2 separate regions of the Ovis aries genome follow, and region 1 is linked to region 2. Evidence: chromatin contacts called from public Hi-C data. All regions are on one chromosome and are shown on one strand. The core of a region is the stretch at or near the end of the contact, and the rest is flanking DNA. Distances in the headings are between cores, read along the strand shown. Region 1 has its middle 14 kb from the start of NUP160. Region 2 holds the start of AGBL2 (AGBL carboxypeptidase 2).

What was found. A called contact is a pair of places that touch in the nucleus more often than the background predicts.
Region 1: a contact with region 2 is called in a Hi-C map of liver, with 2.5 times the contacts expected there. The contact joins the enhancer-like site here to the promoter of AGBL2 in region 2. A contact is called at or near these places in 5 of 16 Hi-C or Micro-C datasets (hypothalamus, liver, muscle and 2 more).

Annotation. Positions count from the first base shown.
Region 1 is chr15:76,506,203-76,511,171 of ARS-UI_Ramb_v3.0, forward strand. It overlaps the pseudogene LOC132657838. Among named protein-coding and RNA genes, the nearest start is that of NUP160, 14 kb to the left of the region's middle. Within about 2 kb of position 2,934, at least 9 of the 54 cell types and tissues checked have an H3K27ac peak or open chromatin away from gene starts, as enhancers often do. A contact at or near this core is called in hypothalamus and liver, where this site is marked.
Region 2 is chr15:76,400,951-76,405,840 of ARS-UI_Ramb_v3.0, forward strand. AGBL2 (AGBL carboxypeptidase 2) reads right to left here and starts at 3,548. Exons shown (of 17, transcript XM_060400103.1): 1 at 3,074-3,548; 2 at 2,806-2,941; 3 at 2,480-2,543; 4 at 1,275-1,409. The coding sequence starts at 2,841.

The DNA.
Region 1 (4,969 bases), core at 1,684-4,183, 100 kb after region 2:
AATGTATAAAAAAATAAAAAAAGATTTAAAATTTTGTTACATAGTAAATGGCTGAGCAGAAAAATTAAAAAATACTTAAAAAATAAGAATGTGTCATACAATCCACATGCCTATTTAATGTAGTCATGTTTCTTTCTTTATTTTTTTTTCCCAAAAAAAGTAGTTCTTTCAAAATGGTGAAGTGGAAAAACCTTGAGCTTAGCCTCTTCTCATGGACACACCAAAATCTCAACTAACTGCTGGACAGCCATCGATAAAAAAGGCTGGAGCCTGCCGAAGCAGATTGTCTACATCTAAAGGCATAAAGAAGTGGCAACAAGATGGTAGGAGGGTTGTACATGTATGATAATCAACCCCTTGTCACCCCTACCCACTGGAGAATAATTGTATTACAGACGCTCTCCCACAGGAGTGAGAGTCCTGAGGCCCACGTGAGGCTTCCTAACCCGAGGGTCTGGCATCGGGAAGAGCATTAGGATTTGAAGGCCAGCTGGGCTTAATTGCAGGAGCGCCACAGGGCCGGGGGAGACAGACTGAACTCTTAAAGGGATTGCACAAAATCTCACGTGCACTGGGATCGAGGACAAAAGCAATGATGTCATAGGAGCCTGGAGCAGACCTACCTGGTCTTGGTCTCCTGGGGTGGTGGGGCGCAGCTGTGGCTCCTGCTGGGGTCCAAAAGCTGGTGGCAGATATTTTGGGGGTTATTCTTCTGCATGAACTCTCCTTGAGGCAGGCATCTTGCTTGGGTCCTTAGCAGCAACACCTGGCTCCACTCAGCAGCCTGTAGGCTTCAGAGCCGGATGCCTCAGGCCAGACAACTACCCAGGCAGGAACACGGCTCTGCCCATTAGCAGACAGGTTGCCGAAAGACTTCCTGATCCCACAGTCACCTCTGGACATGACCCTAGACACCATCCTGCCTACCAGAGGGCCAGGACCCAGCTCCACCCACCCATCAGCGGGCATCAGCTCTCCACTAGGAAGCCTACACAGGCTTCTAGAGCAGCCTCTCACCCACCAGGGGGCAGAAACTAGAAGGAAGAAGGCTACAATCCAGCAGACTGTAGTCTGCAAATGCAGGCTAGACACTGCCCTGGGACCGCTGGCCCCTGGCCCTTGGGTGATGAGAGAGGAGGGCACTGCTGGGACCCATAGGACGTCTCCTACGGAAGGCTGCTTCTCCAAAGTTGAGAAACACAATTAACCCAAAATGAGGTGGCAGGGGAATCTGTTTCAGATGAAGGATCAAGATAAAACTCCAGAAAAACCAAGGGATGTGGGGATAGGCAGTCTACCGGAGGAGTTCAGACTAACAGTGGTAAAGGTGATCCAAGAACTAGGGAGAAAAATGGATGCAGAGATCCATAAGTTGGAAGGCTTTTTAAACAAAGAGAAAGTATAAACAACAGCCAAAACAATTGAACAATATACAGTGACTGGAATGAAACACACTGGAAGGAATCAGTAGTAGAGTAAATGAAGCAGCAGATTAGCGAGCTGGAAGACTGAGTAGGGGAACTCACTATTGTGGAGCAGAAAAAGAAAGGAGGACAGTTTAAGAAACCTCTGGACCAACAGTAAGCACCCTAAGATCCACATTATCGGGGTCTCAGAAGGAGAAGAGAGAGAGAGGGCCTGAGAAAATATTTGAAGAGAGAATAGCTGAAAACTTCCCTAACCTGGGAAAGAAAACAGTCACCCACAGGAAACACAGAGAGTTCAAACAGGATAAACCCACAGAAGAATACACCACGACATACTGTAATCAAAATGACAACAATTAAAAGTAGAAGATATTAAAAGCAACAGGGGAAAAGCAACCGATAACATACAAGGGAACTCCCATAAGGTTTTCAGCTGGTTTTTCAGCAAAAACTGCAGAGGAGAAGGGAGTGATATGATATGTTTAAAATAAAAACTAAACAATATCCGTCAGGCAAGAGCTGCTGTAAGGGTTTAAGATGATGCCAGTAAAAAGTGGATGCCAGCTGGCGGTTCTGCTGGGCTCAGCAGAGTTCATATATATCATCATACAGGCAGCAACACATTCGGAGTGGTGGGCAGGAAGATTCAGGACCATCATCAGATCAGGATAAATTGTATTGTTCCTAAAGGGTTGAAATACAATCAAGCTACTCAGACCTTCCACCCAGGGCGGGACGCTAGACAGGTGTAGGGTCTCAACTCTGGCAGCAAAGAAGATGCCAGTGTCTTCACAAGTGCCCTGATGCATGCCTTAGAAGTGTTGAATTCATAGGAAATGGCAAAATTCCCGACTACCTGCCCAAGTTCACAATGGCCCATCACAATTTGGAAATTCAAAGAAGGCAGCTACAAGCCCAGCAACCATAAAAGGAGCTGGCGTGGGAAAGGCTGGAGAGAGAAAGAAGGGAAAGGGCGAGATTGGAGAGGGAGAAGGGAGAAAGGGAGAGGCCAGGGAGGGAGCGACTGGAACAGGAGCAGCTGGAGAGAGAGAAGAGGGAACATCAGGATCACTGGAGCGGGCGAGGCTTCAGAGACTGGACCTGGTGAGGGGACGGTAACAGCGCAGGAGCAGCTAGAGAGGGCGCGAGAGCAGAGAATACCAAATGCCCCCGTCTCTGCCTTGGTGGAGAGTCCTCTGAACTCTGTGCTGGGGCCCTCCTCTGCTTCGGAGCCAGGCTTGCAGGCAGCTGCTCAGGGCATTGTCATGGGACCACCTGCACCCCAGCCACCCCTCCACTACCCCCCCAGGTCCTGCCCAGGCATCAGGGTCCTGCCCCCCTCCTCCCCCAGGGTCCCCTCCACCCACTGCACTTCCATCCTCAGGGCCTCCACCTCCTCCACCACCTCTTCCTAGTCAAATACCCCCTCCTCCTCCACCCCTCTTCCTGTTCCTCTGCTCCCTGCATCTGGATTCCTACCCCACCCCCCCCCCACCCCCACCCCCCGCCCAGGGATCACGGCTGAAGACAATCGCCCTTTAACTGGACTTGCAGCTGCAGTTGCTGGCCCGAAACTTAGCAGAGTGTCACGGATGGAGAAGGCCTCTTTCCAAGTGGAGGAAGTTTGGTAGGAATTCGGCCTCATCTAAAGGAGATATGGTCGTGGAAATGGACCCCTTCCTCTCGAGGGTACTGATTTAGAGGAAGAAATGAGTGCCCTGCTGGCCAGGAGGAAAAGAATTGCTGAAAAGGGATCAACAATAGAAACAGAACAAAAAGGGACAAAAATGAAGATTCAGAGCCTGTAACTTCTAAGGCCTCTTCAACCGTACACCTGAACCGACAAGAAAACCTTGGGAAAGAACAAATACAAGGAATGGCAGTAAGTCACCTGTTGTTTCCAGATGTGATTCTCCGAAGAAAAATCAGATCTTTTTGACCACAGGCCCTATGACTCATTACACAGACCAAACTCTGCACCCAGGTCACAGGGCAGTGCTGGCAGAGTCCAGACCGAGGGCCTGGACTAGGACAGATGAAGCAGGACATTTTAGATGAAATGAGAAAAGAATTAAGCCAAAAGAAAAGCTCAGTGATGCAATCAAGCCAGAAGTGAGCAAGTCAAATGTTGCCTAGAGAAACAAAGGAGAGATAGGACTTTAATCTGGAGAGAAAAAAAAAAAAAAAAAAAAAAAACCCTACAAAGAATACCAACAACAATGAAACCTTTACATTTTGTGAGCTGTAAGATGATGGAGACAAACAGTTGGAAAGGAGGGGAAAAAAACCAACATACTTTGAAAGCCTTCAGATGTTACTACTCTGGCTGTTTCTCTCCCAATTTGCTGCTTTTTTCCCCCTGACCTTTATAGCAAGATGGAAGACAATCGTATAGGAGTTCCTCTATCAGTTATGTAGAAAATACGAAACCCATCAGGTAAGATCACCGTGCAGTGAAATATTTTCATGTCAAGACAAAATCGCACATTTTCCATAATCCATTGCTAAAATAAAGAAGAGAGGGCTTCCCTGCCGGCTCAGTGGCTAAGAATCTGCCTGCCCTTGCGGGAGATATGGGTGCGATCCCTGGTCTGGGAAGATCCCAGCTGCCATGGAGCAACTAAGCCCATGTGCCACAACTATTGAAGCCCGAGTGCCCTACAGCCCTTGCTCTGCAACAAGAGAAGCCCCTGCTGCGGGAAGCCCCAGCAACCAGAGTTAAACCCCGCTCGCTGCAGCTGGACAGAAGCTTGAGCAGCAACAGAAACCCAGCACAGCCAAAAACAACACATAAAATTATTTTTAAAAAAGAAGAGAAAGACTTGAGAAGTTTTTTTCAGAGAACGTTGGTGAAGAATTTGGCAAGTTCCAACCACAACGAAGAATAGCCCCAACTTGCTGCAACTGGGAGAAGCCCACACATGGCAGCGAATACCCAGCACAGCCAGAAGTAAATAACTAACTAAATAAAAAAGAATTTCACAAGTTATACTGTTGTATTGTAAGTGGTTCAGGTTTGTCTCCCTGTCCTATTTGATGTTGCGATAATAATTGAGATCAGCCCTATGTAGGTTAAGATCATAAAACACAGAATAAGTGGAACTGTATATGCTTTCAGAGGGTGATATTTATAAGAAAGTGTCCTAAAAATGATTTGTCTGGAGTGAGGAATTTTAGAATGATAGGAAGTCTCTCAAGTTTAGTCCTCATGCAATTTCATAGATTCAAGCATGAAATTCGTCCAGAATTAAAAGGTTTAGATGCCTTCCTAAATTATTACAATGCTTTACCAAATTATGACTCCTGCAAATACGAACCAGTGGTCAAATGTAAAACAATATATTGTAGATTTGGGACGTCCCTGCTGGTCCAGTCGTTAATAATCGCCTTGCAATGCAGGGGACTAGGTTTCAATCCCTGGTCTGGGAGCTAAGATCCCACCTAAGCCTGTGAATCACAACGATTGAACCCGAGCACCTCAGCTAAGAAGCCTACCACTGCAGTGAAAGATCTGCCTGATGCGATGGGGACCTGATGCAGCA
Region 2 (4,890 bases), core at 2,298-4,797:
TTTCAAAAAGCTTCCTGACTGTGTTTGCTTTTCTATGAACTCCTTGCTCATGTCCTTTGTCCATCTTTTCTTTTCGGTCACCGTTTACGTATTGATTCGTAAGAGTTATTTTGTTAAGGAAATTAATCCTTGGACATGCCTGTGTGCTTCGTCGTGTCCAACTCTGCAACCCCAGGAATGTAGCCCACCAGACTCCTGCGTCCACGGGATTTCCCAGGCAAGAATACTGCAGTGGGCTGCCACTTCCTCCTCTAGGAGATCTGATCCAGGGATCGAACCCGCATCTCCTGAGTCTCCTGCACCGCACTGCGCCACCAGGGGAGCCCACATTGCATGTTGCATTGACTGTGTCTGCTTTTCTACGAACTCCTTGCTCAAGCTCTTTGTCCATTTTACTCTTTGGTCATCTTTTGCTTATTGATTTGTATGTTACTTTGTTAAGGAAATTAATCCTTTGACATATTTCTCACAAAAATTTTTTTGTTATTTTTCTTTACTAATGGCACTTTTTTCTAAACGTAAAGTTTTGCTGTAAAAATTATCAGTGTTACATTTTATAGCTTTTGGGTCTTGTATCATTCAAAAGATTTTTAACCAGAAAAGGGATACAATCAGATTTGCACATAAAAAGAAAAAAATAAAATAAAACACTGCTGTGTGGAAAGCGGATTGGAAGGGGGCATCATGGAACCAGAAACCAATAATGAGGCTGTTTCAACAGGGAGATGATGGCAGCTGGGGGAGGGGAGGGGGCATGGGAGGAAGGTCGTGCAGTAAAGGGACGTGAATTGATGTTTGTATTGAGGCAGAAATTCAACTGCCTTCCTACCCTTGGATTCTAGAAAAAACCTGTGGAATCCCTGTAAAAAAGTGGTTTTTGCTTAAGTTAGCTTGGATTGGTTTCCACCACTCCCACGCAAAGAGCCTTAACAAATATATCCATCAAAACTGCATGAAAAAAAATCGACGTGTTACTCTTGACCAAAGAGTTTCAACAAATTTTCCAACAATTTGGAGAAAGACCATGCAGAACGCATGGTACTTTAAACCTACAATCCAAAGCAGATCTACAGAATATGTTTTTGTTTTGTTATTTTTCATTGAAAAATTTTCTTTTTTTTTTAAAGACAGAACATTTCTGAATGATGCCAGAAACAGTGTCCAAGGCTGTTCCCCAGGCTTCTCCCACGTTAGGCCATGTTCTCCTCAACGCCGGGAGCAGTTGCTCAAGGCACTAAGGGTTCTAGGGACATATGACACTGATTACTACTCACATAGACGCTTCTCCTTTTGCAAGCGGTCCGGTATCAAATCCTCTCTTTTTCCAAAAGAGCCACTCAACAGGTATCGAGGATTATTCTTCCAAACATGCTGGTGCGTAGCAGAATTTGGTAAACTGCTTCTCTGAGCTGAGAACAGGCAGTTTAGTGAAAGATGTTGAAGGCTAGTTCATCACATCCAACACTGAGGTCAACACCCAAACAATTACAACTAGCAAACTGCCTTGCAGTCACCACCTGCCACACCACAGGCCTTTACAACCAACATAACCCATTTTCCAAAGAGCTTTCACGTTCCAATTTATGTGAACAATTTAAACATAATTTTCTCCGTTTCACGTTGAGAAGACTTGAGAGGCATATGGTAATGTAGAAAGGAAGGGCTGGGTTGGCAGAAAAAAAATCAGCAGTTATATAACCAAGTCAGGGTAAGTACTCAAGAGTGGGAGTAGAGCACTCAGAGTGAGAGATGCTTTGTCCTGAGGGCTCTGCTGAATCTGGCAAACTGGGAATTCAGTTTTCAACAAGTGAGTGATCACTTACAAAATGAAACAGTTAATAAGAAAGTTTAACAAGATAGAAATAAAATCAATACGAAAACTTAAATTTTATTTCTAAATACCAAGAACAAAGTTAGAACATCAAAATTTTAAGATACCACTTATACAAGCATATAAATAAGCAGTTCCCTGAAAACAATTTATAAATCTTATTGGAAGACATTAAGGAGGACTGAAGTAAATTAGAGAATTAGAAAATACTATTAATAGGTTGGAGAATGTAGTATTGGAAAATTCTCATTTCTTGTCAAGTATGATCTATAGATTAAATGCAATCCCATTTTTTTTTTAAGCATCACATGCCAATTCTAAAATTATATAAAAAGGTAAGGTTAGCCAAGACACTTCTGAACACGACAATATGGGAGGATATTTCTTTCCAGATATCAAGACTATTTTAATGCCATGTCATGTCATTAAGAAAGGGTGGTGCTGGTTCAAGGACAGACAGACAGACCTCTGTATAAACGGACAGAAGTGACAGAGCATAGCAGTGAGGAAAGGAAGTACTTCTCATTAATGCTGCTCAAAAAATTCATCATTAGTTTATCCAAGCACAACTCTCTCAGTTGATCCAACAACTTAACTTCAATGACCCAGGAAAGGTGATGCTGATGCTGGGTCAGAATGAGATATTACCTTTATAGTAGCCATAGTACTGGAGGTGATAGTACATAAAGTCTTCATAGGGATCAGGAAGAGTCTGTGAAAGGACAGACCATCTCAATCAGGAAAACGTTTTCATAATAATCATTACTACAACAACCTGTTAAAAGAGTAATACTGACTTTTAACAAAGGCACACAAGCATGGTCGCAGAGGACGCCATACCTGAGAACTTCTAAAAACAAACCATGTGAAAGACATTTGTGCAAATGATTCTATCTTTCTGATCAAGATCTCTAGCCAGAAAAAGGTGCCACCGGAATACAGTACTGGGTTTCTGGAGAGGGGTGGGTACCGACCTCCTGCTTTAGCTCTGTTTCCAATGCTGGGAACATGTTACTTCTGCATGCTATGCTGAAGACCAGTCAGTGACATCCGCATCCAGCAACAGCCCCTGCCCAATTTCCAAAAGGGCGGTTTATTACATAGGAGGAGCTAAAATAAACCAGAGCAGGACAACTGAAGTCACCTGCCGACATTCACTCCCGTCCCCTCCCTCCGCTCCGCAGCTCCCACGCGGCACCGCTCCCTCTAAACCAGGGCCCGCCATGAGGCCCGGGTGGGCACCTGAGGAATCTGGGAGGGCGGCTAGTCTTCCGACCTCCTCCTCCCGAGGCGCCAGGACCCCTGCCGGCTCCATGCTTTCTTCTCCGGGTTGAGGGGGGATGCCCACCACCAGGACGCCGCTGGACAGTGAAAGAAAAGGGGAGGGGAGTCCGGCGGAGTCGTCTCGAGGCGGGTGGGAAAAGAAAGTTGAGAGGCTCCGAAAACGGAATTCAGGGGTTCTGGGTTTCCCGGTCAGGGGAAAGTGGCGGAGGGCGGTTTCCCAGAGAGTCGAGGGATGGGGTGTAGAGATTTCCTGGGAGGCCAGAGGGAAGGGTGCTATCGCCTTGGCTCCCCGGACTGTCCGGGGCAGCAGGGGTTGGGCGCGGAGCCGGCCGTGACAGAGGAGCGTGAGTGAGGCGGGGGGGTCACCACCCGCAGGCATAGGCCCCGCCGCGTACCGGCCGAGGTCGCGCTCGCTGAGCTCTCGCCAAGCCACAGCTTTCGGCTGGGGCGCCGGTAGCCTAGCAACCGCGAGCCGGAAGCGGGAAGGCGGGGCGGCTTGAAGCTTCCGGGAGCGAGGCCCCACCTCCGAGGGGGAGCGGGGAACTAGGGGAAAGTGGACGACTGATGTACCAAGGCTTTGTTGTTACTCTTTTCATTACAGTATTGCAGCCCGGATTCCGGGGATTAGAAATTGCATTGATGGGGGCTTCCTTGCCGGTCCTGGGAAGGAAATGGCAACCCATTCCAGCATTCTTGCCTATAGAAATCCATGGACAGAGGCTGGCAGGCTGCAGTCCACGGGGTCTCAAGAGTCAAGACACGACTGAGCGACTAACACTTCCACTGTTCCTTTCCTTGCTGGTCCAGTGATTTGATGAGACCGCGCTTACATTGCAGGGCACAGGTGGGATCCCTGGTGGGTAGCTAAGGCATGCTCCATGGGGCAGCCAAAACTGCAAGGAGATCCAACCAGTCCATTCTGAAGATCAGCCCTGGGATTTCTTTGGAAGGAATGATGCTAAAGCTGAAGCTCCAGTACTTTGGCCACCTCATGAGCAGAGTTGACTAACTGGAAAAGACTCTGATGCTGGGAGGGATTGGGGGCAGGAGGAGAAGGGGACGACAGAGGATGAGATGGCTGGATGGCATCACGGACTCAACGGACGTTGAGTCTGAGTGAACTCCGGGAGATGGTGATGGACAGGGAGGCCTGGCGTGCTGCAATTCATGGGGTCGCAGAGTCCGACAAGACTGAGCGACTGAACTGAACAGCTTTAAGAAAATTATTGGGTATTACTCAAAGGGAGCTGCTTCTCCTCCTTCACCTTATGTTCCCTCCATCCCATAGCTAGAATTGAAAAATTACCTTCTGCATTGGAAAATACAAGAAACAAAGTAAAACCCACACTTTGACCATCAAACTGTCAAATTCAAAAAAATGTTTCTGGTCTGGCAGGATAGGGACAAAGTCACTTAGTCCCTGTCAACAATTCCTAGAAATCTGGTTAACTGTTAGGCAGTTAAAAGGAAAAGCTTTAATGACTAGTCAATAGCCCTTTTTCCCAGAAATGTAGGATCTTGGTGGTAGCTCAGCCAGTAAAGCATCTGCCTACAATGCGGGAGTCCTGGGTTTCATCCCTGGGTTGGGAATATCTCCTGGAGAAGGAAATGGCAACCCACTCCAGTACTCTTGCCTGGAAAATTCCATGGACGGAGGAGCCTGGTAGGCTACAGTCCATGGGGTCGCAAAGAGTCGGACACGACTGAGCGGCTTCAACGTCAATGTGCTCTATGCAGATGACAAGAAAAACAATTTATATACAAAATGGTCACCC